6 separate regions of the Sus scrofa genome follow, and regions 2, 3, 4, 5 and 6 are each linked to region 1. Evidence: chromatin contacts called from public Hi-C, HiChIP or PLAC-seq and promoter capture Hi-C data. All regions are on one chromosome and are shown on one strand. Each heading gives the region's core, a stretch centred on a gene start, on an enhancer-like site or on the middle of the called end of the contact. The rest is flanking DNA. Distances are from core to core; before and after follow the strand shown. Region 1 holds the start of CITED2 (cbp/p300-interacting transactivator 2). Region 2 has its middle 240 kb from the start of CITED2. Region 3 has its middle 20 kb from the start of HECA. Region 4 holds the start of HECA (headcase protein homolog). Region 5 has its middle 190 kb from the start of CITED2. Region 6 has its middle 170 kb from the start of CITED2.

The links. Promoter capture Hi-C pulls out the DNA fragments that hold promoters and counts their contacts. A called contact is a pair of places that touch in the nucleus more often than the background predicts. HiChIP or PLAC-seq counts read pairs in DNA pulled down with a chosen protein or histone mark.
Region 2: a Hi-C map of liver shows a contact between it and region 1, with 7 times the contacts expected there. The contact joins the enhancer-like site here to the promoter of CITED2 in region 1. A contact is called at or near these places in 1 of 5 promoter capture datasets (liver), 5 of 47 Hi-C or Micro-C datasets (embryonic fibroblasts, liver and skeletal muscle) and 2 of 2 datasets of contacts at active chromatin or transcription factors (alveolar macrophages and skeletal muscle).
Region 3: a Hi-C map of blood shows a contact between it and region 1, with 5 times the contacts expected there. The contact joins the enhancer-like site here to the promoter of CITED2 in region 1. A contact is called at or near these places in 24 of 47 Hi-C or Micro-C datasets (alveolar macrophages, blood, embryonic fibroblasts and 11 more) and 2 of 2 datasets of contacts at active chromatin or transcription factors (alveolar macrophages and skeletal muscle).
Region 4: a promoter capture Hi-C map of liver shows a contact between it and region 1, with 6 times the contacts expected there. The contact joins the promoter of HECA here to the promoter of CITED2 in region 1. A contact is called at or near these places in 3 of 5 promoter capture datasets (fetal liver, liver and skeletal muscle), 23 of 47 Hi-C or Micro-C datasets (alveolar macrophages, blood, embryonic fibroblasts and 12 more) and 2 of 2 datasets of contacts at active chromatin or transcription factors (alveolar macrophages and skeletal muscle).
Region 5: an H3K27ac HiChIP or PLAC-seq map of skeletal muscle shows a contact between it and region 1. The contact joins the enhancer-like site here to the promoter of CITED2 in region 1. A contact is called at or near these places in 1 of 5 promoter capture datasets (liver), 11 of 47 Hi-C or Micro-C datasets (embryonic fibroblasts, fetal heart ventricle, fetal skeletal muscle and 5 more) and 2 of 2 datasets of contacts at active chromatin or transcription factors (alveolar macrophages and skeletal muscle).
Region 6: a contact with region 1 is called in an H3K27ac HiChIP or PLAC-seq map of alveolar macrophages. The contact joins the enhancer-like site here to the promoter of CITED2 in region 1. A contact is called at or near these places in 8 of 47 Hi-C or Micro-C datasets (embryonic fibroblasts, fibroblasts, heart right ventricle and 2 more) and 1 of 2 datasets of contacts at active chromatin or transcription factors (alveolar macrophages).

The regions. Positions count from the first base shown.
Region 1 is chr1:25,153,039-25,157,853 of Sscrofa11.1, reverse strand. It overlaps CITED2 (cbp/p300-interacting transactivator 2), which reads right to left and starts at 2,202. Exons shown (of 2, transcript XM_001925774.5): 1 at 1,946-2,202; 2 at 1-1,483. The coding sequence starts at 1,475. The coding sequence ends at 654.
Region 2 is chr1:24,914,580-24,919,394 of Sscrofa11.1, reverse strand. No RefSeq gene overlaps it. Among named protein-coding and RNA genes, the nearest start is that of CITED2, 240 kb to the left of the region's middle. Within about 2 kb of position 2,669, at least 4 of the 83 cell types and tissues checked have an H3K27ac peak or open chromatin away from gene starts, as enhancers often do. A contact at or near this core is called in liver, where this site is marked.
Region 3 is chr1:25,381,447-25,386,261 of Sscrofa11.1, reverse strand. No RefSeq gene overlaps it. Among named protein-coding and RNA genes, the nearest start is that of HECA, 20 kb to the right of the region's middle. Within about 2 kb of position 2,446, at least 8 of the 83 cell types and tissues checked have an H3K27ac peak or open chromatin away from gene starts, as enhancers often do. A contact at or near this core is called in fetal skeletal muscle, where this site is marked.
Region 4 is chr1:25,362,128-25,366,942 of Sscrofa11.1, reverse strand. HECA (headcase protein homolog) reads left to right here and starts at 2,860. Exons shown (of 4, transcript XM_021087304.1): 1 at 2,860-3,413. The coding sequence starts at 3,152.
Region 5 is chr1:24,966,796-24,971,610 of Sscrofa11.1, reverse strand. No RefSeq gene overlaps it. Among named protein-coding and RNA genes, the nearest start is that of CITED2, 190 kb to the left of the region's middle. Within about 2 kb of position 1,855, at least 24 of the 83 cell types and tissues checked have an H3K27ac peak or open chromatin away from gene starts, as enhancers often do. A contact at or near this core is called in fetal skeletal muscle, liver and skeletal muscle, where this site is marked.
Region 6 is chr1:24,986,577-24,991,391 of Sscrofa11.1, reverse strand. No RefSeq gene overlaps it. Among named protein-coding and RNA genes, the nearest start is that of CITED2, 170 kb to the left of the region's middle. Within about 2 kb of position 2,566, at least 6 of the 83 cell types and tissues checked have an H3K27ac peak or open chromatin away from gene starts, as enhancers often do. A contact at or near this core is called in alveolar macrophages, where this site is marked.

The DNA.
Region 1 (4,815 bases), core at 953-3,452:
CACTGACGACATTCCACACCCTATTATTGTCTGTACATATGGGGGAGGGGGACAGCCACCTTGAAAGTGAACAGTATGACTTTTCCTGATTCAGAACGGTTTGGCCCACATCTGTTTAATCTTCCAGTTTAGCATATTTTAAAAAATTCGTCTGTACTCAAATGCATAGTTAAAAAAATGAAGTGAGATGGCAGAGTTTGTGCAGTAATATCTGCCCTTCAAAGTTCATGCAACCAACTAATGCAATTTTTCCTTTCCCTCATAAATCTGAATACAGTTCAGTCATTTGAAACCATCTACAAAATCCACAAGATTAAGCAGTTTGCCAAGATTAATATCTAACAGTTCAGCACTGGAGAAAGTGAGGAAATAAGGAGTAAAAACAAACAACAAAAAAGACCAAGTTAGCTAGATATTTCAACTACATAAGGGAGGTGAGTGTCAAGGCTACAAAAACGAAACGAAAACAGAAAAAAAAAAAAAGTGGCAGCAATTTTTAAAACCAATTTGTACAAGTTTATAGTTTACTTTGTTTCCAAGTTCTCAAACCTTTCACGATCTGAAAAGTGAGATACTGTGTCTAAGGGAATGTTTTTTAATTCACGCCGAAGAAGTTGGGGGATTTGATTTCTTTCTCCGAGATTTTGATCGAGTCAACAGCTTACTCTACTGGGCTGCTGTTTGCACACGAAGTCCGTCATAAAATCAAACTCGTTTTGCCCCAGCCAGAGTTCAGGCAGCTCCTTGATGCGGTCCAAACCCATTTCTATCACTAAGGACATAAGCACTTCCTCGTCGATGAAATCAGTGTCTATGACATTGGGCGGCAGCATTGCAGCAGGGACGTGGGCCACAGAGGCGGGCATGTTGCTGCTGCTGCCGCTGCCGCTGCCGCCGCCGCTATTGCTGCTGCCCGCGCCGCCGCCAGAAGTGCCCGCGGAGCCGCCGGGGGTGCTGCTGCCGCCGGAGCCGCCGGGGGTGCTGCTGCCGCTGCTGTGCTTGGGGTTGCAATCTCGGAAGTGCTGGTTTGTCCCGTTCATCTGGTGGCCTGCAGCAGGGTGCAAATCCGGCATGTAGTGGTTGTGGGGGTAGGGGTGATGGTTGAAATACTGGTTGTTGAGCTTCTGCAGCTGCATGCTGGCCGGCAGGGAGCCTCCCTGACTGGCCACGGGGGGGGCCATGAACTGGGAGTTGTTAAACCTGGCCGCGGGGGCCAGCGCGCTCGGGGGGTGCCCTCCGTTCACAGTCCCCGGCCCCATCGCGTGCCTGATGCCGCTTGTGGCATTCATGTTGCCCGCGCCGTAGTGTATGTGCTCGCCCATTAGGGCGTTAAAGGTGTGTTGGGGCTGCTGCTGCTGGTGGTGATGGGGGCTTGGGAACTGCCCCATACCCATGCGGTGGGCAGGGTGGTGGTGCAGCCCATTGGTGCCGTCGGGGAAGCGCCCGTGGTTCATGGCCATCATATGGTCTGCCATTTCCAGTCCTGAAAGTGAAAAAAGCAGACGCTAAGACCGTAGCCACACGTGTCGCCCACCACAGCGCAGCCCACCTTTTCTCGCCTTTGCCCCCCTCCCAAGACTCCCTAGACACACTTCGGTTGCGATCATCCCGAGGATCCCACCAGGAGCCTGTGCACCCGGGTTCACCACCAAGACAGACCTGCCATCTACAACAGAGCCGCGCGCTGCACAAACATCCCTTTCCCCTGCGATCGGGCGGGGGGACCCAAGCCCACACCCCCCTTTGCTCCCCGATGTCGCCTAATAAAGGAAGTGCCCCGTAGCCCTGCCGCGAACTTCAGGCATTAAATCAGCCCTCCTCATCCTGTTGTTGCACATCCTGTTGTTATTCCCCAGCTCCGCCTCACGCTCTTCCTCCGGGCAAACCCAGCCCTCGTCGGACTGGGTTGGCAGAAGCCCCAGCCAGCTTCTCTCGCCGCGCTTACCTTCCGTCCTTGCGATTTCTGCTCTGAAGACCGAGGGCGGGATCGTTGGGTCCAGGACCGGCTCAGCAGCACATAGAGGTGGCCTTTCCGGTGTGCAAGGCGCTCGCTGTCTCGAAGTCTGCGCCGAGGTCTTGCAGCGGCTGCTGGGGCAGGACCGGAGCCGTTCCCTTTTATTTCCCCTCTGCTGCCTCACAGCTCGCTAGATCGCTAGACCGCCCGGCAGCTGCCAACAATGAGCTGTGTTTCTTAGGGCTTTGGCCACAGTCAATATAAGGGATTTCAGAAAGGGCGGAGCGAGAGCCTCCCGGGGGGGCGGAGGGAAAATGCGGATTCCGGCACTTTGAGCACCCCGGACTGGGTCTGGCAACCGAGTTCCCCCTCGGCCGGAGGCACGTGCGCAGAGGCTGCGGTCCCAGGCACCGCCCCGCGGCCCCCGGATCCTGGTTTCCTCCACAAACACTGAGCCAGCACGGCGGCCCCCGGCACAGAGAAAAAAATCTTCCCTTGACTCTCAGCCTAGAGGTAGCGCCTGTCCGGAAAGAAGCGAGGAAAACTCATCGCCCCCCTCTGGCCGGATTCCCCAACCCCCAGCTCACCTACCGATCTGAGCTGCTTTTTACTGGAAAAGGGGATTCAATGCAGCGCCCACGCCGTCCATAGTGCCTTTTTGCCTCCCTGAGCTTACCAAAGCTTACCCAGGCTGCAAAGAATGGTTGTGTTTACCCCAGTGCGTTTTTAAGCCCTAGGCAAAGAATGTCCCCTCCCCTGTGCACGCTTTCCTGGGTTTTGCCTTTGTGTTTCTATTTGGGCATTAGGTGACCTGATCTAGATATTCTGCGTGTAGGTGAATCTCCCCCCCCCCCCCCCCCCCGCTCCCCCGCCTCAAGGACAGAGGCTGGGGGCGGGGACCGGCAGCCCGCTGCAGCTGCAGGTGGACTGAGCGCGCTAGCGCTCGGCTGCCTCCGCTCCAGCGGCCGGGAATCCTGTCCGCGTTTTGGGGCCCACTCGCCGCTCCCGGGTACGTGTGCTTCTGCTAAGTTTGCGTTTGCAGCTCTTGGTAGCTTTGGCATCCGAGCTGAGGCGTCTCTCCTCTGTAAACAAACTCAGCGATCCTCGTCCCTAGATCCACCTTTTTGCACATACAGTTTCTTGCTTCTGCTGTTGCCCTTGATCCGGGAGATGGGGGTGTGTGCAAACTTGCACAGCCTCCCTCTGGGTTCTGCCAGACGGTTTGGGGTTGCTTTAGAAGTGAACGGGTTTGTAATTAAGAAATTCGAGGGCTGAGTAAGGCTGCTGTTGCTGGAAAAGGAAAACAGATAGATAACATGGTAATCGCTTTGTAAATAAAGTCGTTCTGGAGGTGGGCACGTAGCTGCACGTCCCGTATGGCACCGCGAGCATACACACTGCTGGGACTATTCCTTTCCAGTGAAATTTCTCAGTGGGGCAATAGGTGATAATAATAACCTTGCTTCCCAGAACGCGGCACAACTAGCCTGGTCGTCCATTTGGCTCATTGACTTGCAAATAAAAGCCCTAACACCGGTCTGGGCCACTACCCAGTCAGAGCTCTCTTGCTTTCTCAAATGGGGAAGCCGAGTTGTTTCCCCAACACCACGATGAGGCTGCTCCGAGCTTTTATATTGCTCTTTATGTGGTAAAAGCGAGTTTAGCGCTCCGAATAAGGACTTCTGTTCAGAGTTGTTTCTTCATAACTCGATAGCCATTGAAGACTTCCTGCTGTGAAGAGCAAGTCCCCCCCCCACTACCACCCTTTTTTCCCCTCCCTTCTTGCTCACAGGACTTTTTAAGGCCCTATTTCTAGAGGACTGGAAATTCTGATATATTTCCCCTTTCAAGAATTTGCAAAAGAGAGAAAAACCTGATTATTTGAATCTATTAGCCCTCTGTCTTTCTCTAGTTATGTAAGTATGTAATATTTAATATATGTATTTAAACATTGTTATTGCCTTTCTCTCTTCTTCTTTCCTTTTCCAAACTCTCCAGGATTTATAACCATGAGTGCAATAATTTTTAAACCTCAAAAATATTTACATTTTAGAGACTCAGGCACAGAATACACTGCAGTTTTGGTTGCAACAATCCCATAATTTGTCTACTGGTCAGTTTTACCTGTAGGTCATGGTTTTGCAGTTACAGAATCAGAGGCTTGGAAGAGACCTGACACTTCCTGTCAAAAAAGAGACTTGAAAATGTTGGTCAATCCCAGACTCAAAAATTGCCAGATAGATTGTTTTCTTCTCTTCCTTGTACTGCAGTGTCTTGCAAAACAAGGACCAGCTCTTGAATGGCTGATCTAAATTCCTGTTGCAACCATTAAGGAAAGGTGCAGCTCCATCCTGCTCCAATGGATGCCATTTCTATTGGGAAATCCCTTGAAAGGTCAACTCCTCATTCCCCACCCGTTAGAGGGGAAAAAAAAATCATTCTGGGACTAGCTGGTTAGAACATGGTATGTATGCTTTGTTCATTTATTCATACAGTGAATATTTACCAAGTGCCAGGCACTTTTGCTAGCTCCTGGAGAGAACTGAGAGAACAACTCATGGTCAGAAAGTGGAGATGGACAAACAAGCCTTGGACACACTCTGATAAGTGCCACAGCAGCATTAAACACAACGACTTCTGGGAGTACACTGAAAGGACACCTAACCTAGTCTTCTGGCCTTGAGAAGGGTTCCCAATGTAGGTGGTGATAAGTTGAGCCTTGAGGATGGGTAGAAGTAGGCTGTCCCAGGAGGGGACAGAGGTGAGAGATATAAGTTGTGGAGAGGTAAGCAGACTGGAACCTGTGGTCCCCAGCCTGAGAAATTTGGATTGTATCCTGAAGATAATGAGATGTGAGAGAA
Region 2 (4,815 bases), core at 1,420-3,919, 240 kb after region 1:
TTTTTCCTCCATATATAGTTATACAATTTTTAAAGGTTAGACTCCATTTACAGTTATTACAAAATATTGGCTGTATTCCCTGTTTGTTCAATACATTCTCATAATCTGTCTTATATATTAAATGGTTTGTACCTCCACCCCTCCACCTCTGTGTTGCCTTTCCCCCTCCACTGGTAACCACTAGTTTGTTCTCTATATTCTGTGAGTCTGTTTCTTTTTTGTTATATTTACTAATCTGTTGTACCTTTTAGATTCCACATATAAATGATATCATTCAGTATTTATCTTTCTCGGACATATTGCACTTAGTATAGTGTCCTCCAAATACAAAGAGGTTGTTTTGTTAGGTTGTAAGCTCACATTCACCTGTGGCCTTTCTCTGATGGAGATGCTAGAGAGAGGATTCCTACATGGGGTGGGGAGTTGGATGAGATCTTGTCTAGTGTCCAGAAACTATAATTACCAAACCTGTCACTTTTATTTGTTCATTACTCACAGTATCTTCACGATATGGGTATCTTTTTTTTTTTTTTTTTTAAATCCACGAAGAAACTAATTCTTAGACAAATTAAATAATTTGCCAAATAACATAGATCTTGTAAGTTTCTGAGCTGGTTCTTGAGTTTAGATCTATTTGGCCCCCACATCCAAAACTTTCTATCATGTCATGTTACCTTCCAACTCTGTGATTCTTTTCGCATGTCCTTAATTTCTATCCTCTTCCTTCTGTATGTTTCCTTGCTTTCTTTCCTTTCCATGACTTAAGCAATTGTGGTATCTGGCAATATATTTGACTTTTATTTAATACCTGATATTGACATTCAAAATCCAAGAAATAGATGGCTGACTCCTGGATAGTAGTATCATTACTTATCATTATTATTATTGTTGTTGTTATTAGACATAGTTGAAGAGGTTATAATTAAAAACTTCCAGTGATGAATGTCCAAAAAAATCTTTAAATGTTTAAAGATCGCACTTTTTAATAGTGAAATGTATAGTATGAGGCTTCCAATAAGAAAATAATGGCAGACATTTGAACCACAAATTGGAAGTAAAAGCAGGTTATTCTGTGCTGTTATACTTTTAGGTTCTCCAAATTTTATTTATTTGCACTGTACACCTTCTCCCTTCAGTGCTGAGTTCTCAGTTCTTCTGCTTATATGAATCCCAAGTACTAGTTGCCCTGTACGTAATTCACCAGGCGGTAGCTCTTAATTAGGATGCCTTGGTCCTCTGGTATGATGTAAGTTAAACATAGCTCACTGGGACGTGCACAAGCAGAGCCCGTTGGACATAGGCTTCAGCCCAACTGTCAAAATCCTCCAAGTTGGGACTCCCTCACATTTGAATTATGTTGCTGTAGCAACGAGCTTGAGAAGGGCTGCTGTCTGGGAACAGAGCTAAGGAGGATGTTAAGGCTTGGGCGAACTGACCCCTTGACAACCTAACATGGAGGCCTTTATCTTTGATTTAGCACATTTGTCAACTTGACAGGAAGCTTGGGCTGCAAATTCTTGCCCTTGTGAGACACCAGAGGCTCTGCAGAAAGAGTCTGGGAATGGAAATCAAACTTAGGGAAAGGTAGATCCTGGCCATGCAACTTACTATGCTAAGGATCTTGTTTCCCCTGACTGCAACTTTGTCATCTATTAAATGGGGTCATAATAGTTATACACAGGTTTTTTGAGAAAATTGAATGGTTAATGGTACAGAAGCAAGAATATGGAAATAAACAGGAGAATAGAAGCAAAAACAGTGGATGAAAATCCCCAAATCAAGACTAGGATTCACAAATCTTTATGCTCGATTTTTACACTTGTCAAACACTTATATAAACTGTTATGGGAATACAGTCCTTGCCTCAGTATTGTGCTAGGCTCAGAAGAACTTTCAAAATGAGCAGCCTGATGTAATGACCAACTACCCCCACTCACCCCTCCCCACCGCACCACCCAAGCAAACAAACAAAAAACTGTGTGGTTACATATGAAAATGAAAGCCAATGGAAATAAACAAATAGTAATCACTACTTAATCACAATCAGGGAAACATTTTTGTACCTTTTATATCCATTCTATCCTTTATAAACTATTGAATTTTATCAGAAGAGCATAAAATTCAAAATGCTTACAATTGAAAAAAATACTACATTCTTCAAGTATTCACCATGTCAGTGTCAGATTGGCAATGAGAGCAGTTAGTAAAAACCTTAGCCAGGCTTTAAAATAAGAAATGAAGTAAGACATAAATTGCTTTATGAATTTACAACGATTCATGGTTAATAGTATGTGTTATTTATTCTACTATGGAGCAAGGGGCAGAGATGTTTGAAAATGACTGGTTAAATATCAGTTCATTTTATTTAATAAGTGATAGTTATTTCCTACATTAAATAAAATTCTACTTATCCAGAACTCACATTTGTCTCACATTCAGCTTTGACTGAATACTCAGAAGCCATCATTGTGAACCAAAGCAGGGAAATTTTTGGTAAGGATTCTATGACATGGTTATATAGAAGACCAAATGGATTTGGTTAAAGCTGGATTACTTACACAAAGTCCAAAGATAAATTTAGTTGAAAATTGGTCACAGGTAGACTTGCAGTCTCAAAGGGCATTTCTGACTAGACAAACAGCGTCTCCCAACATCCCCTCCGCTGAAATAAACAGCCAAGTGTTCCCTCGCCACAGGCTGGGTAAATACTAACTAAACTGTCTGCCTGTATGCCAGTACGAGCAACACTCCCTATTTTTTAGCAAAATATTTTTCCACTCTGACCATCCAAGAAACTCTCCAAATCTAATACATTTCAATGGACTTTTAAGGCTTCTCTATTTTTCTCACTATTTATAGCTTTCAGATGTTGGCAGGTAGAAAACTGCATTTTCTTCAGAATATAAACTTATAAATGGCAGTGGTGCCGTTTCATCATAAGCCACACTGTATTAGTAAGTATTAAAGCAATCCTTCTTCCTTATGAATGTAAACATTGATAGAGACTCGAAAACAAATCTCTCACAGATATTGTATCAAAGTTTATATTTATATTGTGAAGAGTTTTGCTGCATGAAGACTGGGACCAGGCCCAGAGGGAAAGCCCAGGCTGGTCAGGACTAACGTGTGGAAAGAGTCCTTAGGAGGCTAAATGACAAAAGTCCAGGATGCTTTGATCTGCCCCTTCAATGAAACTATGGCTGAGGAAGGTGTATAGGAAATATGAGGTGGCTTCAATGTGTATAATATTTAATACATTACAGATCTTTTGCCAATGTAACACCTGACTGGTCCTTATAACAACCCTGGGCCACAGACAAGGTAAATTATTCACCCATTACATGAGTGGGAAAACTCAGGCTCAGAGAAATGACTTAGCCAAGGTTACATGGTTGAATGTGGCTGAGCTGGAACCAGAAGCTAGATCTCCTAATGACTAAACCGGCTTTGCTTCCCCAACCTCACACTGATCGTCACAGAATTCAGCCCACAGAACTGTACAGTCTCACTGGGAAGACAGTCTGTTCACATGAGAGAGCCGGTGAACCATGAGAAAGAGAAATGAAAAGAATTTGGAGACTAAGAGCCAGTATTCTAGTTAGTAAATGATTCTATCTGACTGGTTAGGAGGAAATAATTTGGTACAGTTGGAAAGTGGAAAAGTTGAGTTTACCACTCAAAAGTTGACCAGTTCTGTCACTAACCAGCAAGGTGACCTTTGGGGTTCTCATCTGTAGAGCTACAAGGCCCTGCTGGGGATGGTGGTAAAATGGTCAGAGAGGAAGTGCCTCTGGGGCCACTTGCAAGAGAGCCTCTAAGATATTCCCAAGGGCACCCAAACCAGGATTCACCAAGGAGGCAGGATGTGAAGGGATACTACAGCTGGGCAGATGAAAAGTAGGAGGGAAACACAGAAAAATAGCTTGAACAAAGTTATGGTGGTGAGGACCAGTATGCTGCTTGTGTGGGGTAGTAAGGAATTGCTCCATGCACAGGTAGATGCAAAAACAAAATGTGTGGAAAGCTCAACAATTATTGAATCAATTTTATCCATATAATTAGTCATTCTGGACATTTCAAGTTAAATCTACTCCTTTACTTTTTAATCAATTATTGAAGTAATTGTCTTCCCACCTCCTTTTCTCCTTCCCTCCTTTCCTTTTCCTTCCTTCCTTCCTCCCTTCCTTCCTTCCTTCCTTCCTTCCTTCCTTTATTCTTTCTACCTTATCTGTTTGTAGACAGAGTACTTTGGAGTGTATTTTGAGAGGGGTGGGTTTATTTGTCAAAGGCAGGGAGAGAGTTGTCAAACAGAGATCATGCATACTGCCACATCCCTCATAACAGACATCCCTCATAACAGACAATTCTAATCAACCACTGCTCTCTGGGCACAATCTCAGGATTTGTTTCAAGGTGCATGGGTTACTTAAAGTTGGCACAAGTGATGAGACCTATTTGCCAAAACAAATCTAGGACAGAAAATAGGTCAAATACGGCTTTCCATTAAATACTGGTAAAAGTATATTGGAAAATGCACCTCCTTTACCCTTTTCAAACATTTTCCCCTTGCTGTTTTGATTTCATCAATATCCTCAAGCAGAAATAGACAAATGTGATTTATAGTTATAGTCTAGTGCCTTGAGAGTCTGGAACAGATTTTTTTTTTTTTTTTTTTTTTTTTTTTGCTTTTTAGGGCTGCACCCACAGCATGTGGAGGTTCCCAGGCTAGGGTCGAATAAAAGCTACAGCTGCCAGCCACAGCCACAGCCACAGCAACGCAGGATCTGAACCACATCTGCAATCTACACCACAGCT
Region 3 (4,815 bases), core at 1,197-3,696, 230 kb before region 1:
CAAATTTCTCCTTAAGCCTCATCTCCTTTAAAAGCCTTCCCAGACTAATACCAGTGGATGCTTCTTGTGGTATTTATCTCCACAATCACTTTAACACAAGCAAAAATGTTCACTCTCAAGAAGAGAAAGTATTGAACTGTCCTCTGTTCAGCTTCCATTCTCCAAATTTTCCACAGACACACCTCAATACCCCCTCAGTCAATGGCTCTCTGTCCTGGCTACACATTAGAATGATCCAGGGACCTTTAAAGAAGTTCTTTTTAAGAAGTTAAGAATGGAGTTCCCATTGTGGCTCAGCAGAAACAAATCCGACTAGCATCCATGAGGACATGGGTTTGACCTCTGGCCTTGCTTAGTTGGTTAACAATCCAGCGCTACTGTGAGCTATGGTGTAGGCTGCTGAAGCTGCCAGGATCCTGCATGGCTATGCCTGTGGAGTAGGCTGGCAGCTGCAGCTCCGATTTGACCCCTAGCCTGGGAACCTCCACGTGCTGTGGGCGTGGCCGCAAAAAAGAATAAAAAAAAAAAAAAGAAAGAAAAAGTTAAGAATGCACAGTAGTGTATAGGGACTGGATGGTCGGTCAATGGGGAACTGATGTATAGCACAGGGAGCTCTACTCAATATTCTGTGATAACCTATATGTGAAAAGGATTTGAAAAAGACTGGATATGTGCACATGTATAACTGAATCACTTTGTTGTGTAGGAGAAGTTAATAAACATTATAAATTGACTATACTTCAATGTAACTTTTAAAAAAAGAAGTTCTTTTTAAGAAGCTTAAGAAAATTTAATTTGGAAGCTCTTTGCCAGGCTAATTAAATCATAATCTTTGAGGGTGAGGCTCAGCTTATTTTATTTTTTAAAATTTCAGGTCATCTTAATATTGGCCTAAGGATGAAACTCTGTCTTGCACAAAGCAGGACTCTCACATACTATTTGCCTATATTTAAGTATGTATTTGTTTCTCGCTTTGTTGTATGTGTATCTCATAGGATTATAGTTTTAATTTTAAAACTAATAGGTCATCTTTTCCAATTTATTTTTTATTTTTGGAAATCTCCTACAAAGGACCTGGCTTACTCAGTCTATGAATGGAGAACCATTTGAAAATTTTCAAGATTTACTAAGCTCAAGATGTTTGTAAGATAACTATTTATTTATATATTTAGGCCATACCTGTGGCATGTGGAAGTTCCCAGCCGGGGATGAAACTGCGCCACAGCAGCCACCCAAGCCACAGTAGTGACAGCACTGGATCCTTAACAGCTAGGCCACTAGGGAACTGCCTGGAAGGTAACTGTTTAGAGAGCAAATGCAAGGGTCTCTTTTATTTGGAATAGCAGACCAAAGTGAGCCCACAGATCAGTGGAAGAGTAATGTTGTACTGGACATGCCTGGGCTCTGATGTCATGAGAAGTCAAGTTTGGCTCCTGGGATGCTGGGCCAGTCTTAGCTCTTTCTCCCTGGGCCTGCTTCCTTATTTGCAATCATGTGGAAAGTAATGCCTCAAGGCTTGTTTTGAGGATGAAGTTGGACAGATATTTATGAAAGTGTAAGATATACAGTTAAATTATTTTAACAGTTGTAAAATTGTGAGAACTTTCTTTCACTTATCTTAAAAGGGTAAAGAGAAAAAGCACTATTATGCATTTCAATAGATATTTCTTTATTCTGACAATTCTAATGATTTTTAAATATCTCAAAGATTCCCAGCATATTCTGGCTTAATTTGACCATTTGGTTTCAAAAAATGTATAACTCAGTCTATTATACTCTTTGAAGAATGTGATAGAAAATTATGTTCCATTGTTGCTTAAAGGAATTTAGCATAGTAGTAATCTATGAGAGAACCTCTAATCTCTAGTATTTAAAACATATGCCTTTCAAAATTTGCTTTGAAGAAGAAAAAAATTACTTGGAGTTCCCCTTGTGGCTAAGTGGTAACAAACCTGACTAGTATCCATGAGGATGCGGGCTTGATCCCTGGTCTCACACAGTGGGTTGATGATCCACAGTTGCCATGAGTCATGATGTAGGTCACAGACACCACCTGGATCCCACATTGCTGTGGCTGTGGCGTAGCCCAGCAGCTTCAGCTCTAATTCAATCCCTAGCCTGGGAACTTCCATATGCCACAGATGTGGCTTGAAAAAGACCAAAAAAAAAAAAAAAAAAAAAAAGAAGTGAACAAATCTCTTTTATGAAGTTATGGTTATAAATACCCAAAGAATATAGAAGACATGGTGATTTAGCTATCACAAATTAGGAAGGAGGGTGTGTGTGTGTGTGTGTGTGTGTGTGTGTGTGTGTGTGTGTCCAGATAGTCTTCTTTCAGTTTGAGCCTGGAGGAAAGCAAATATCAAAGCACTTTTCTATTGTGCCCGGGAGGAGAAGTACCAGGGCCTCCTATCAGTGGAAGAAAAACAAGAGAAGATAAGATCTTAACTAGAGTAATGAGGGCAAGCACTTACTTTTTAACCTCAGACTCAGGGGAAGTGGTAGTGTTTCATGGTGTTGTTTGCAAAGTCTGATGTTCTGCCTGAGGCTGGAGCACTGCAGATGTCTCCCAAGGCCTCTCTGATTATAAGTGACAATTTCAACCTTTTTAAAAATAAAATGACAAGAAATGCCATCTTTAATGTTTTCAAGAAAAAAAATTCTTAGAAAAATTATTTCCCTATGTCTCCTATTCCCAAAGCCTTTCACTTGGTTGATTTCAGGCTGGGGAAATTCCAGAATTTGGAACAACTTAGGAAATTCAGTGATCACTGTTGAGTCTAGTTAGAGAAAGTATCACATTGTAGCTGGGGGTGACATACTTTCAGATCTTAAATATACATACCGTGTACCTTGAATGTAAGTTAGAAATAATGGGTTATGCTATTTACTTTAATCAAAAACGCATTGTTAGATATAAAAGTATGTATCTTATTTCATCTCACTTAACTTACTACTCTTTGGACCTAGGTTATCTTAAATTGTCACTCAATCTCCTTAGGGCTTCTCTACAAATTATATAACACAGCATCTTCCAGAGAGCAAAACTATGATCAATGGGGAGAAATTATAAGGATGCAGTATTCACGTTGACATACAAAGAAACTTTCTGGGAATCAAAAATGTCCAACAATGTAGTAGGCTGCCTTAGCTCACTGTCACAGGAAGAGTTCAAGTTAAGGCTAAATAACCAAGCAAGTCAGTCTGAGGCTAAATGATCATCTGCTTCAGGATGTTATAGAAGGAATTCCAGGTCTCAACAAAAGGTTGAATTGCAAAGTCTCCTACCAATGTAAGATGTTATGATTTTGGATCAAATAGTTTGATGCAGAATACTTTGGTTTCTGCCACCGTTCTGATTTTTTAGATGATGATTCAATTCATCATTTATGAATAAGGCACTAACTTAAAAGTAAGAGAATGTAGGAGTTCCTGTTGTGGCTCAGCAGGTTAAGAACCTGACTACCATCCATTAGGATGTGGGTTCGATCCCTGGCCTTGCTTAGTGGGTTAAAGAAACCTGCCACAAGCTGCGGTGTAGGTAGCAGATGTGGCTTGGATCTGTTGTTGCTGTGGCTGTGGTGTAGGCCAGTGCCTATGGCTCTGATTCTACCCCTAGCCTGGGAACCTCCATATGCCACAGGTGCGGCCTTAAAAGGAAAAAAAAGTGAGAGAATGTAGAGTATGGCATATTTGTAAGCTGGAGCCCCTCGCTATTGGGGGGGAGGGGGAGTCCTTTGATAAGTTTGTTAGTTTTTAAGACCAAAATATCACCCATCCCAATTGTCCTGGATTCCTTTTACATGTATTCCTTTGGTCCTCTTACATCTTACCTGCCCATGTGTTCTTCTGTTTCATGGTTTACCTATTCATTATGTTCAATTATACCTGATTAAAGGGTACTTTCATGGTGGATTGATTTCCACTGCAGAATCAAGTGAAACCACAAACATCATTTCACCAATAACCTTTGCAACCTGTGCTCTGTACTACTGCAGACATTAGGATGGCCAAAAAAGGTCTATCACTGGTGCTTTGGGTGAAAAATATAGTGCATAAGATATAATTTATTTCTTTTAATGTATTAGAATCTATTTCAAAGCTGATAGAAAAATTTATTCCTTACCAAAAAGGGAGAGGCTGCAGATAAAATAGAGTTCTCCTCCCCAGGGCCTGGGTATTGCACATGTTGGGACAACAGCTGGCATGGGGATATTAATAGACGGCCATTGTCCTTGCACCTGGCTGGGGACCACAGTCTGAGTCTAAAACCAGAGCAGCTGCAGAGGTTCTTGTCAGATTTTTCTGAGCCAAAGAAGTGAGAAAACTATCATTTTAGAAATATGTAACATACTGGCCTTCATGAAATACCTCCAATACTCAGGAAGAATAAATGAAGTATATAGTAAAATGAAATTGTTTTGAACAGTCTCCAAACTATTTAGTCTAGTTTTCTATTATCTTGAGACCATTGATTGTAAAGAAAAACAACATAGGAGAGGTATTAGGAGAAAGAGGAAAATGTGGGGCCAGGCACTGGTATCTGTATATGTACAAATGCTGTTGTGAGTAAAATAGGATATGGTTATGAAAAATGAAAAAGAGCATGAAAAAGCTTATTTTGAGGGAAAGTAAAATTAAACTTGTATGGAAGACTTATTATACTCCAGATTAAAAAATGCTGCTGAATTGCTTCCACTCCCTTTCCATCTCTCCTTTTCCCTTTTATTCCATCCTCTTCTACTTCCCTTTTCCTTCTCTCTTTTGCTTTCAAAGATTTCCTAAACATTATTCAGCCAGTCTAGAAAGTTGAGG
Region 4 (4,815 bases), core at 1,611-4,110, 210 kb before region 1:
TTCAAGTTCCAGTCTGGAGATGGGCTGGGTTTGAGTCAGAGATGTTTCGGTTTCAGATCCCTAGAGCACAGTGGCTTTCTCAGTTTCCTAAAGCTCTTCATGCTCCCTCTGGAAGCATCTGAGGGGAAGGCTTTGTGTCATCTCTGCCTTCTTTTACTCTTTAGGCTGTTCTCTTTCTTTTTCTTCCTTCCTCCCTCCCACCCTCCCTCTCTCTCTTTCCTTCAGAAATGCTGGTGAAAAGGGCTAGAACAGCAGGATTCCTGTGAAATTCCACACGTTGTATGGAAATAGAAAACGGAATCCTTTAACCATACCTAAATTTTATTTTTAACATCTTGATTTTAGTATATTTTTTTGGTAGCAATAAAATCGGAACTGTGGCCTGTGTGACAAATTTGACTAAGGCTGAAAACAAGCAAGGTTGAGCATTAAAGAAGTGGCTCAGCTTCTTCCTCCTTTTCATTTCGTTTCAGTTTGAATGAGAAGGAGGTAGCTCACACAATGAGCAAGAACAGCAACTGGCTGGGAGTCTGTGTGCTTTGAGCCAATTGTGATATTTTTGTGGGAAAGTTTCCAATTCTAAAGTCTCAGTTCTGTAGAGGTGGGAGGCAGCTGGTGTGAATGTCTGTCTGCAGGGTACATGCTCGATTACTGAGATCCAATATGGCATGACAGCAATGTGCTTATTCAAGAAAATCATTATCTCGATGTTTCTGTACTTCAATCTAAATCTTCTTCATCTTCGCCACTTATTAAAAAAAAAAAAAGGCAAAGAAAAAAAAAGGAAAGCCAAAGCCAGAGTCACCAAAATATTATGACACCGCTCTAGGGAGAGATATCATAATGAAATTAATCTATGTCCAATGGGCCACATTAACTCACTGTCTTCCTCCACAGCTCTACCATCCTCCCCCTGAAGTCTCCATTTAATTAACTACCACCATCCTTTCCTCCAGTGTTCAGAATTTCTTGACTTATCTCTCTCCTTCATCCCTCACATCCAAGTGGCCACCAAATCCTGCTGCATCTACCTTTAATGCAATTGTCCATTTACTTATTCATGTGTTTGTCCTGCGTTTATTAAATACCCACCGTACTCCATGCACTGTGTTAGGCGCCAAGGATACCATGCCACCTAAGACAGTTTCTGCCATCGTAGAGCTTATAGTCTTGTGGAGGCCTAGACGAGATAAGTAAACAGACAAATTCAATACTGTGTGTGCAAGCTCTTGCAGGGGGTAAGGTGCAGGGAGCCCATGGGAACCAATCTAGCTTTGGGTTGTCAGCGAAGACTTCCTAGAAAACTGATGGCTTAGTTGACACTTTAAGCTTCAGAAAAATGTAGCCCGAAGAAGAGTGCTTTAGACATTCTCATTTAACAAAATTTTATTGAACACTAACTGTGAGTCAGGCTTTATTCTAGACTCTGCAGAGTCAGAAAGATAGACAAACCTGGCTATCCTAATGCTTAGGGGAGTTGAGATGGGGAAGGAAGAGATATAAAAATATAGGCACAAAATATCTATTGTAACTGTGAATATGGCACTGTAAAGGGTTACTTTCCTGTAAAAAAAAAAAAAAAATTAAGGAATTAAAAGATTCGTCACTGTCCTCCTGAAAAGTCCAACCAGCAATTGCTCCTGAGTGTCTAGTGCTCTTCCTTGCAGTTCCAGGCTCTGCTGTGGACTCTGCAATGAATGCCCAGAGTTCCCCATCAGAATCTCCCCATTAGGTGAGGACAGGGAGGGAAGTCCCTGCCTGACTCTTTATGCTTCAGAACACACCCCAAGAGTCTTTGCTGGAGTGCTGGGCTAGTTAAGGGAGATCATACTATACAGGAGAACTGTAAATTGTCAACTAACACAGTGTTCCCTCCATAGTTCATGGGGAAAGAATTTATACGTCCAACAAATATATGCTAGCTGTCCTTTGAGGTGCCCAAGACAGATAAAATCTCCCACCTATAGAGCTTTCTTCTCCCACCTATGGAGCTTTCATTTGAGTGAGAAGGTGATAGGAAATAATGTACATTGACAATGTAATTAGAGACGAGTGAGGAAAATAAACAGGGTGATGCTTCTGATAACTCTTCTGCAGAGGGGTCTCAGTTATATCATCCTGAAGGAAGTGATGTGTTTAAGCTGGGACCTGAGGAAGGAGCTAGTCTTGGAAAAGGCAGAAAAAGAGATCATATGAAACTTTTCCCAGGTTCCCTGTCCAAGTCACTGTCTTGTCACAGGTGTCACCTTCTAATCTCCACCTGCTCATAGCAGTGGCCACTTATCTTTCAGGACAACTCAGTCCTATCCACAGGGACTGAATTTCCCTCCCAGGCAAGGTCTGCTTCTTAGTCACAGTCAACGTTTAGTTTCATCCCTGAATGCTGGGTCTTGTTTGAATGGGCTGTTTTACCACTAGGCTGCTTTGGCCTTCCATTCAGGGATTCTGCTGTTCTTCCCCATTGTCTAGGAATTCGACCCTATTTCTTTGTTACTGAATCTAAGATTGTTTTTAATGGCAAACCGTTTTGATGGATGATTAATCCGAAATCCTTTATTTTCCAGTTTTTTTCTGGTCACCTGCCTATTTTTTCCAGTACCATATTGTTCTAAGCCTCAATTGCATGAAGGTCAGGAGGCCATCTAGTAGCTTTAGACGCCCCCAAATTGGCAATGGGGCCCATTTCAGGAAAGGGAGTCCGTAGAGGCCCTCGAGTGTGGGCGCCCAGATGACGTCACTTGAAGGTGGCTGGCTCTGTGCGGGGCGTGACGTCATGCGGGCGGGCTCGGCCGCCGTGAGGTCACCTGGTGGGCGCGGCCAGGCCGAATCCCCAGTGTCGTCACGGGCAGGGGCGGGGCCAGAGCGTGTCAGCGAAGCCGAATCAAAACAAGCCCGAGACCCGCCTTTTCCCTCCGGCTCTGGAGCGTCTCGCTCGCGCTCCGAGCCCGCGGCGCCCGCGCGGCTGCGAGCCTCGAGTGGCTGCGTCCCGGCTCCAGGAAGCCGGGGAGGGCGCGGCGGCCGGGATGGCGCGGCGCGGGCCGCGCGACTGGACGGGAGCCTGAGGAGCCGCCGGCCCGCGCCCTCGGTCCTCGGCCTCCCGGCACCGCGGGGAGCCGCCTTCGCCGCTGCGGGGCACCTGGACGCTCGCGAGATGCCCAACCCCAAAAACAGTAAAGGCGGCCGCAAAAACAAGCGCGCCAACAGCAGCGGGGACGAGCAGGAAAATGGAGCCGGGGCCCTGGCAGCGGCGGGCGCGGCGGCCGGGGGGGCCCTGGCGGCAGCGGCCGGCTGCGGAGCGGCCGCTGCTGGCGCGCCGGGCACCGTGGGCGCCGCGGGCGCGGGAGGCGCGGGGCCGGGCGCCGCCAACGCCGCAGCCGCCGCGGGGGCTGCAGCCGCCGGAGAAGCCAAGAACGGTAAGACGGGGCCGGCGGTGCGAGCGCCAACTTCCTCCCCGACGGGGACGGCGCGGCGGTGGGGCCCTGGGTGGCGCGGGCGATGCGTGGACAATGCGAGAGTCAGGAAGTGCTCACCCCGCCCCTCCGCCCCGCCGCGGCTGCCCCTTCCCGGTCCCCACGCCCGGCGGTGGCGATCGATCGGCGGCCACAGGTCAGTGTCCGCGGGGCGCACGAATCGCGCGCCCCGGGCAGCCTGAGTCGCAGACCCGGAGGGGCGCCCGGGTGCCGGACTGAGGCGCCGTACCCCTCGGGCCCTGCCCATCGTGCCCGCGCTGGCAAAGCCATGTGTGTGCCCCGGGCTGGGGGTAAGAAAGAAGGAAGGAAGTGCCCAAGTTGAGAAGAATGATCCGATTGAAAACTTAGGCACCAGTTCATTTTTCCCTGCGCTCCCCTCACCCACCCGCCTTCCCCACCCACCGAATGAAGAAGAGCTTCAAATCCCTGCAAATCGAGGCTTGCTGTGTCGATTGCCACAGGTGAAGAGGCCCCGAGACATTTTTACTGTAGGGTGTGTGTGTGCGTGCGTGTGTGTGTGTGTGTGTGTGTGTCGCTGGGTGGGGGTGCTCTTTAATTCTCTTGCTCACTTGAGGAAGGAAGAGAATCTGAACTTGACTTCCGTTCTCAGCCCGGGAGTTTAAAAAAAAAAAAATCATCCTCTGGTTAATTCTGCTTCGCATTTTCAGAAGGAAGCCTAATAATCTTAGGTTGTGCCTGAATGCACCTTTTAAAGGGGCACTTAAGGAGTAGAGAAGATGTGACAGGGTTGTTGTTGTCACTGCAGAGACTTGGTTTTAGTTATAGGGTGCTGAACAAACATTTTCAGACTTGGACAGTTCTTTGAGTTCCTCAGGTCAGGCAGTTTTTCAGGGTTGGGGATACAGGGGTATTTCAATAAGGGGAGATTAGGTTCTTTATATCTGGCTTTTAACATATAATCAGCTTTTAAAGCCATTCTTTATGTAACTTAATTTTTTAAACAGGTTACCTGCACTACTTAGAAGAACCCCACAGTGGTCTGAACATGGAGACATGGAGATTGAAGTGTAGCCTATTAGAAACAGAACCTTAGGCCCCATTGGCTGTATCTCTGCAGTTTTGAAATAGGAAGTCCCCCCCTCACCCTCCAGGAACAAATTTATGTCATTTGTGAATTGTTGAAAACACTGCTTTGGGCCAGACCGTCTTTTCCACAGTCTTTTGTGTACCTTGTACTGAACTTCATTTTGGTATTGATGTGGCAGAGGGGAAAGAAGACAGACAGACTTCTGGCTCAGCTGTTTAGAGTTTTGTCATCTTGGGAAGGACCGCTTTTCTGAACCTCAATTTCCGTACTTGTAAAATTGGAAACAAGGATTACGCT
Region 5 (4,815 bases), core at 606-3,105, 190 kb after region 1:
GATTGAAAAGAATGTTATTTCTCTAAGACGAATCTGGCCTTAAACTTCAGGTCCTGCTTCTGCCCAAGTGTGGAGTCATAGGAGTCAACCAAAACGTAGCTACTAATCAAAATTATGATCAAGATAGCCACGTGACATACTGAATGGTAGGAAAGCCAGTTAGGGGAAGGGAAGGCCCTATGATGATAGAGAGGAGGACAAACATTCATTGTTACGCGCTCACTTCTGCACCAAGTTCTGATCTTGAGAGCTTATAATTATTTTATGATGCCTGAAATAGTTATGATACTTGCATTCTTCACGGGCCTGTCTCCGGGAAAGCATTCACATGCTTGATAAACCTATTGTTCTTAGAGAATGGCATTGTCAAGGAAAGGGGTGAAGCACTCGGGGAGCGGCCAGTTCTCACCTGGTGTGTACCGTGCCCACCCGTGCTGGCAAACCTTAGCAAGGGCGTGAATGGACTCAGAGTGACACTAGTTCCTGGGACTAGAAGGGCCAGGGCAGTGACTCAGGGATGGGCCTTTCCCTCTTGGAGCCTTAGATGGCCTATGGTTATTGCCTGTCAAGTTCTAGACAAGAATTCAGGTTATTATATAACTTGTTTTCAAAACATTTCTGTGGGGTGGGGAGGTTGCAACTATTCATGGCCCCTCTTGCCAGGGAAGCGCTGTAGTACCTGTGGGTCTGATCCCACTGCGGTGTGGCAGGCTTATCAGGTTGGCCAACCTTGTAGATCCTGTCGTGCATAGAATATTTTCTTCTCTCTCCACTTTTTTTGTTTACTTAGCAAAAGGCACTCCACCCTCACTGCAAGTTTTGACACTCTCCGTGATACACTGTATGGCTATTGTACCTTGACTTTCAATTACATTCAATCCTATTATAATCATTTTCTTATAGCAAATTCTCTTTAACACCTGAAAAGCTCAAGTCCCATGAGTGGAGTGTTATGCTGTCAAAATAAAAACCAGAGGAATCCTCCTGGAATTGCAGTAGCTATTGTATGTTTTTGAAAATAAAATCAGCAGAAGGACTTAACATACTTCACTTTCAATTTTGGTAGCTAAAGAGAGAAAAATTATTCTGAGCCATTCAGATATGGCTTGATCTATAGACCAATGGCCTTAATACACTGATTTTAAATCAATGTGATAGCATGTTAAAAGACTTTCTCTGCAAAAGCATTTTTTTTTTTTTCGGGTGTGAGGTTCAGAATTTCTAATTATTACTGTTATGTTGATTAATGTAAGCAGAATTCTTCACTAACATAAGAACATACTGCATGGGAAAGTTTCAGTTTGTTTGCCTTATTTCTTTTAATGCTTCTGGTATAATGACTGAACCATGATCAAGTTTCACATTTCATAGGCACATGGACATGACTATTTTTGGCCAACATCTATAAGTATAGCTCAGAAGCCTGTTTTATTATTCTAGTTATTTAGGCTTTATTCCATGTCGTTTGTTGCTACTTTAGGGTAACATCATTTTGAGGAACATTCTCAGGGTCAAAGTAGAGAAGTGGATGTCTGAGGAAGGTAACAGATTTTGTTAGCAGTGTCTTTTTCACTTTTAGTCATGCCTGTTGATTCTACAAACCGTCATTCTGAGTTCCATCCCAGGCAATGAGAGCCCTTCATGGATTAGCTAATGGGAGGATGTCTCTCCAGTTAATCAAATCCCACCTAACGATCCTGAGGAACAAAAATAAGTTTGCTGGTGACTCGTACCAGGTGTTTTGCTATAACCTGGGAGAGGTGAGAGTTGTCTGCTTTCCTAAAGCAGCTTTGGTTCAGGCCCATCTTTCCAGCCGAGGGTAATGTGAGCTGGAATTAGTCGCAGAGGCTCTGGCAGCTGGCTTAACCTGTTTATATAAAGACGGAACACAGCCACTGATTAAGAGAGCCACCTCCTACTGGTTGGTTTTGGAGAGAAGCCCAGAATTTTCCATGGTGATAGCTTTTAAAAGTTAGGTCAGCATCTCAGTGAAAGATAAGGACACACAAGAAAGCCCTTGTGGGTTTCCCTGTCTTCAGAAACCCCACTGTTCAGCAAGAGTTAGAATAGATATATTTGACCAATTAAATGCCTCAACTAGGTTTATCTCCGTGAAAGGATCACTCTTCTTGAAGTGATCCTTTGGACTGAGGATTAAGTGGGTCAGTTTGAGCCAAGCTTTAGCATTTAGTCACTTATGTATGGCCTTGGCTCTTCACAGTGGATTGGTCAGTGAAAAGATCATTCTGAAGTTAAGACACTTTCTATGGGGGATGTTTTTAAATGGTAGGGACAGCTTTTTAATAATGAAAGACTATTGTTTCTAGGTTTAAATTAGGGAATAAGGTGAAAGGGAGCAAAGAAACATGGGAAGGAAGCTGAGTAGGGGAACAGAGACCTGTGGAAAAATCCCATGGAGAATCACTGGAGAAACTCTAGGTTTCAGCCTCAGCGGTCGCATGGATTTCAGTGGGACCCACAGTAATATATCTGAAAAACTGAGAAAAATTGTCTCAGGTCTTGGTGTGACTTGTGAATGCAAAGGAATCCTTATACTGGATTGGATTTTGACTCTACATTTTTATTTATTTAGCAGGCACAGACTATTCCTTAAGTTTTCTGTACGCTTAGAAATAAAGATGTGGTCATGCCAAAACACTATGTGAACTGGAGTCTTTAGTAGCTAGAGTGTGTGCAACTAAAAATGGTGATTGGAGGATATTCCTGCCCTCTAGTCTGCAACTTCTAGAGGTTAAAAAAAAAGAACATCCCACTTTCAAAAAAGGGAAAAAAGTCCTTTGCATAGATTATTATATAAATAAATCTTCTTAACAAGCACTGCAGTTTTTTTTTTTTTACAAAGCACAAAGAGTTATTGTGTGATTTATGTGAAAAGGTTATATAACTGTACTCTGTTACTTTAAATAGTGTTTTTTATTTAAACTGCCAACTTCTTCATCACCAGCAAAGAAAAAAATGCATATTTGCAAAGCACAAAGGTAATTTTCAAGGACTGTAATTAGCTCATGATAACTCTATCTTTTGTGATGTCTTTGCTGCGGAACTAGAAAAGAAATGGGTTTTCATTGTTAAATCTAAACCATGGCACCTGCAGTGTGTCAGTTCAGTGAGAGCCAAGGAGGGAGGAAGTTAGAAGTATTACACTTGGTCAGGGGAAAATCACCAAAGGACTAAAGTAACAGATCTTGTACTTTTCATTTGGTTTCATGTTTTCTTTTTAAAAACATGCAAGGGGAAACCCTGTCCCTGTTCCCCAACTGATCCTTTGTCCCCAGGATACTATAAGATCTATTTAAAAATCAAACTGAATACATGATGTGATAGATGGAAACAAGAATGGAAATTATAGTAAAAGAAGATAGGAGAGCAAAAAAAAAAAAAGTCTTTGTGTCATAAAAATGGATAATAGGACAGAATGTTGGCAAGAAAAAGAAAAGTTAAAAAAAGGAAACAACATTTGAGGAAGAGGATGCTAATTAATTTAATTCATTCCAGGAAAATTGATTACTAAGAGAAGTTTTTTTCCCATGAAAAATTCTTCTGTCTTCGGGGAAGTCTGAATAGATGTGCAAACAAGGGGTGTGGGTGTGTGTGTGTGTGTGTGTGTGTGTGTGTGTGTGGTGTCACCAAGTTTTTCCTAGGATTGGTTGAGACAACACAGAAAAATCCAAGAGGGCAGAGTCACAAAATTTCCCCCAATGAAGAGTATATTCAAAGAAAATCTAGGAAATTTCCTTAGGAAGATAGGCTATTGTAGGCACAGTAACCCCCTGGAGGTCATACCTATACAATGTACCAGGATTTGAAGGAGGGGTTTCTTCGGAGAAGTGAGCCCTACCTCCGTAGTCTGCGAGCTGGTATTCTAGAGCTTGTTTTCCTCACAGTGGACTCTGACCACGTGAACAACAGGAAAATCCATAAAGCACTTGAAGTCAAGGAATTGCAGTGTGGCAATCTGAGTGCTGGGTGTGTTTTCTGTGGGACTGTGAGAACATTATCACCTGTTTGGTCACTGACCTGGTTGCACAGGTGGCAGTTTGGCAAACAACCAGCACGAACAACAACAGCCTCTTGCAGTGGACTGTGAAATATTCAGGCAGAGTTCTGAGACATCAATGATGCTTTTCAGTTCAAACAGTAGATTTCACTGTTAATGGAAATAAGAACAACTGATATGAGGCTGAAAATAAACACCTTGGAGTTTGGGTGTTAGATACCCACCTCTAGCAGCTCTGCATAGGGAGAGGGCAGTTGATTTTTAAAGCATGCCTTGCAGCTGGCAGGGAGAACTGAGACAGTAGCCGACTCAATATATTATGGACACTCATGTCAGCCAATATGCTTTGCAGCTAGAACTCAGTTGTAAATTTGATTGTTATGTCTTTAAAAGTTATGTGGGAATGTGGAGCTTCTGTCGGGTGAAGTGTATGGCATTTAGGGTCTCATGAAATCTTGTTGTCTGGAAAGGTGTCACATAACGTGCTTAACAGATCAAATAAAAGAGGACTGAAAGTTAATTTCCTAGCCAGGAAGAAGGAAGTCAATTAAAAACATACACTTGAAGAGTGATCAATTTCCTTCACACTAGAACCCAAAGGAAGTGTTTTGAAATGTATATTTAAACTAAGGAGTACATCTCAAAGGAGAAAAGTTAAACTGTGAAAGGTAAGACCAAGGTAGCAGCAATGGTTTGTACACCCACAGGTGCAGCCTTTTCTAAATCTATACCCACCCTCTCTGGCCTTGACATGTGGCTCTTCTTCAAACAGGAGATAGTAACTTCTCCAAGACATA
Region 6 (4,815 bases), core at 1,317-3,816, 170 kb after region 1:
TGTTAACAGAAAAAAACAAAAAAACAAAAAACAGTAAAGCATAAATGAGATTTGTGTCTTTGAGGAAGATGATTTCCTGATATCCTGTCTAATATAAATTAGCTATAAAGTTTATATTTGTGAAACTGTTGACTAAGTGTACAGGATGATTATAAATCAGATAAGCAAAAGGAGGCATCTGCCAAAAGGGATCACTTTGGTTTCAGAACCATTCACCTATAGCCCTTCTTTTCAGCACTAATCAGGGCAAGCTTGATTTGTAGCCCTCTCTGTTCATGGAAGTAAACTCAGTGTCTGCTTACAACAGAACGTCTATTTTTCTCTTCTCTAAAGCAGGGGGAAATGCATCCAGCTTATAGAAAAATGTCATTAAATTATTAGATTCAAGTTAAAAGGAAAAGGGCAGTTGGAGCACATGTCTCTGTTTTCACCTCACTGAAATCATGATTAAAGATGAATTCAGCTAGCTTTTGGGGAATGAATTGGGCAGCTAATTCATGGGGGCAGGGACAGAGATCCCTTCATGGTGTTGCAGTGTTTAAAATAAAATAGTTTATAAGGGTTATATCAAATTGTTTTGTAGTGAAAATTGATGATGAGTAAGTAACTATGGCCCTTATGCCTCTTTAAACCTGAATTATCTCTCTCTGTTCTCTGGCAGTGGTTGGTAAATTTTTTCTTTAAAGGGCTAGGTGGTAAGTATTTTAATCTTTGTGGGCCATATGTTTTCTGCCCTGCAATTGCAGTGCAAAATCAGCCATAGACAACCCACAAGTTAATGGGTGTAGCTGTGTTCCATTAAAGCTTTTTTTAACAAAAGCAGGTGGCAGGGGAATTGGCCATAGTTTGCTGAATCCTATTCAGTGATGTAGAACAGTGGAGTTTTAAGTCTGTGTTTAGTTTTCACCTGTATTCTGAACTATTTTCTGAGGAAAATTTTGGTTTGACAGCCAGCATCCTGAAGATGATGGGAAGGTCTTGTAGGTAATAAGACCTTAATTTTTGAAACAGGTTATTGCCACCTACACACCAGTTTTCTAAAGCATGGAGCCCTCCATTCTATCAATAAGACAGGGAAACTATTCTCAATCTTCAGTATGGCCTCAGCCTCTATGTATCAGAGCTGACCTAATTGTCAAGGTCTGACTGAAACACAGATGAGGGAGAAAATTTAATGGGCACAAGCATGATTCATTACTTTTTTTTGTGTGTGTGTTTTCCATGGCCACACCTGCGGCATATGGAGGTTCCCAGGCTAGGGGTCTAATCGGAGCTGTAGCCACCGGCCTACGCCAGAGCCACAGCAACGTGGGAACCAAGCCATGTCTGCAACCTACACCACAGCTCACGGCAATGTGGGATCCTTAACCCACTGAGCAAGGCCAGGGATCGAACCCGCAACCTCATGGTTCCTAGTCGGATTCGGTAGCTACTGAACCATGACGGGAACACCATGATTCATTACTCTTGATTTTAAAAAGTTTAGCCTTGTATCAAGCCAGTTCATAAGAATATTTGTATTTTACAATGTTACCTTCTCTTATCTACAAGTCCCCTCACAGAATGACAATTTGATAACACTCTTTGATAATCTATTAAGGATTGTATATAAAAGTGACAATTTGGAGGTCATATTTCCCTTTGTAAGATGGCTGCTGAAGACACTTTCCATTAGATTATTTTCTGTTTTTGTTGTTATTATTGTTGTTTTTTGCCCTGCACTCATGGTATGTGGAAATTCCCAGGCCAGGGATTGAAATTGTACCACAGCAGTTACCAGAGCCACAGCAGTAACAATGCTGGATCTTTAACCTGCCAAGCCACTGAGCCACCAGGGAACTCCCAGTTGTTTTGTGTTCTTAATGTAAAACTTTGTGATCCCTCTGAGAGTTTAGAGGGATGACAAGAGTGTCTTTCTTGTCATGCTTCCTATTATTAAACCAGATAGTGCAGTGTAACTTCCATATTACCCTCTGGTCCTATTTTTTAGCTTTGTTTCCAAAAAGTTAAGCTAAGTATATGCTCCATTGTATAGATTTATACATAGTTGAGGTTTGCTTACTCAGGTGTCTCTTCCTTTTCATTCTTAGTCTCTACATTTTTTTTCTGGTTTTGCTGGATCTGATTGTATTTGTATCTTAATATAGAATACCACAGAAGTATAAATAACAAATACATAATAAAGTTTGGGTTTTTGAAAATGTTAAAGACCACAAAAGGACATTTTCATTACTGTTTGAAACTAGAAAAACAAGGAAGCGATCACCAAGATGCCTGGGGCAGATGGTGTAATGATAACAGATTAACAAAACTGTTAAATTTGTGTTTTGCTTTCAAATTCTGCAGCTAGGAAAGTGGTCTGCATGCTGGAAAGATAAGAACAAGTGATACCTTGAATTGTTTTTTTGAGTTTCTTGTTTTCTTGGAATATATTTTTTATTTTTTCCCTTTTTTTTTTTTTAAACCTTATCTCATTGTATTTTTACCCTGGGAGGTAGTCACAGTAGTTATTATTATCCTACTTTACTGAGGAGGAAATTGTGACTCAGCGTTAAATGACTTGTCCACACTCATAGACAATGCAAAGAGGGAGGTGACTGCAACTCTATGTAAATAAATGGACAGTAAGGCAAAGCCTGGTCACTTTAAATAAATTCTAGTTGCCAGCAGTGGATGCAGGTTATGCCAGCCTACTGAAAAAACTGGGGTGCAGAGCAAATGGCAGATATTCAAAATATTCTTTTTGAATGAGTGAATATAAAGTGAGCATTAATCTTAGTAATCACTGAGTTATTGCAGAGACCAAAAGATGAATGAATAAGGGAAATATTAGTCCATTTTTCAAAAAGAGGGAGAGATTTCACAAGCCATAAACAGGTCCACTCCACTGTTCTCAGAGGTGACCCCTGAAAAAGTCAATAATGGATTTTCAAGCTAATTGTTTGTGAATGTTAACAAAGGAATGTAGTGGTTACTAGGAGCGAACCTAGATTTATTTATAAGGAATGCCATGTTACGCTTGCTTAATTTCTCTTCTTGCTTTTGAAACAGAGCTACTGTAAGATCAGAGGATTGACTAGGAAAATTTAACTTTCACAATAATATCATAAAAGTAGCAACCACCTGTTGAACACTAACTGTATCAGGCTCCATTTGCCTTATTTCTGTAGTCCTGCAGTAGCACATAGGTACATTGCTATTGCCTTTATTTCAGATGAAACAGAAGTTCATTGAGAGCATTGCTAGTGAGTGACTGAGCTGGAGTTGAGGCCAGATTTGTCTGACTCAAAACTGTTGGTGGTAAGTAATTCTGACACCATTTGGTATTGCCACACAGCCAGGCTCATGAGATCTTTGAGGCTAAAGTGAGCCAAGGATGTACAGGTTGGGTCATAATATCTTTACATAGAGTCACAGCAGGCTGAAAAAAAAATCTAAAGTATGCTGATGAGTATTTTGGTCTTAATTTGCTTTATATTTGGGATCCTTGAGGTGGATAAAGACATAGAAAACATACTTATTCCTTCTACAGTGGACAACATCAAGAAAAAAAGCCATTCTTATCACTGCTATTAGCTAACATTTGTATGGCGTGTTTCATTTTACAGATTACTTTCACTTAGCTTGTCACACTTGATTCTCACAACCTGTAAAGAAGACTTATTTCTAGCTCCCAAACTCTCCCTCTTGCCCCCTCGCACCCCCTCATTTTTTTTTTTTTTTTAACAGTGAGCAGAACTGAGGTTCAGGGAAATCAAATGACTCAGTCAGAGTCATATGGTGAATAATCTGGGGACTTCTGTTTTCTGTCACACTGCAACAGATATGGAGTCATGATTAGACATAATATCAAAACATGCAAATACAAGATCAAAATCATTATAACGAAATGTGAAGGTGATGTATGTGAAGTCTAACACTGAAGGAAAAACTGTGTTTTCATAAGCCAACATTTCATTTTGATTACTAATAATACTAATTTAATCTTGGCCTAGATTAATGGAAACATAATATTTACATCATCATAAGCAACTGAACGTGTAACTTTTCAAAACATACATGGGACCCATATTTCCTGGACCTATTATTTGTTAAAATCCTCATGACTTCTCTGGTGGTTCAGCAGGTTAAGGATCCAGCGTTGTTACTGGTGTGGCTCTGGGTTACTGCTGTGGCACAGATTCGATCCCTGGCCTGGAAACATGCCTCAGGCACGGCTAAAGGCAAACAAACAAGACCCAACTCAGACTAAGCAGAGGGTACCTAAAGGCAGGTAACCAGTGCAGAGACCATGGGCTACATTTGAGAGTGGAAGGGAATGAGGAATGAAAGTTCTAATTTTTTCAATGTTTTAAAGTCATCATGAGGAATAGGAAAAATTAAGATTTGCTCTGTGTTGATTGGTCTAGGTCCAATATGCTGTTGGTGCATAACAGGACAAAAGCACAATGGTGTAAACATCAGAAAGTCAGATTTTTGGCTCAACATAAAAAATAATTCTAACAGTTGAGCAGTTTCTGATGGAATGAGCACTGTTATGAGTTTTTTTGGTCTTTTTTTTAATTTAAATTTTTATTTTTTTTAAGGGCCATACCCACAGCATATGGAAATTCCCAGGTTAAGGTTGGAATTGGAGTGGGAGCTGCTGCTGGCCACAGCCACAGTCACAGCCACACGGGGTCTGAGCCATGTCTGCAACCTACACCACAGCTCACCACAATGCTGGATCTTTAACCCACTGAGCAGGGCCAGGGATCAAACACCTATTCTCATGGATACTAGTTGGGTTTGTTACCACTGAGCCACAATGGAAAC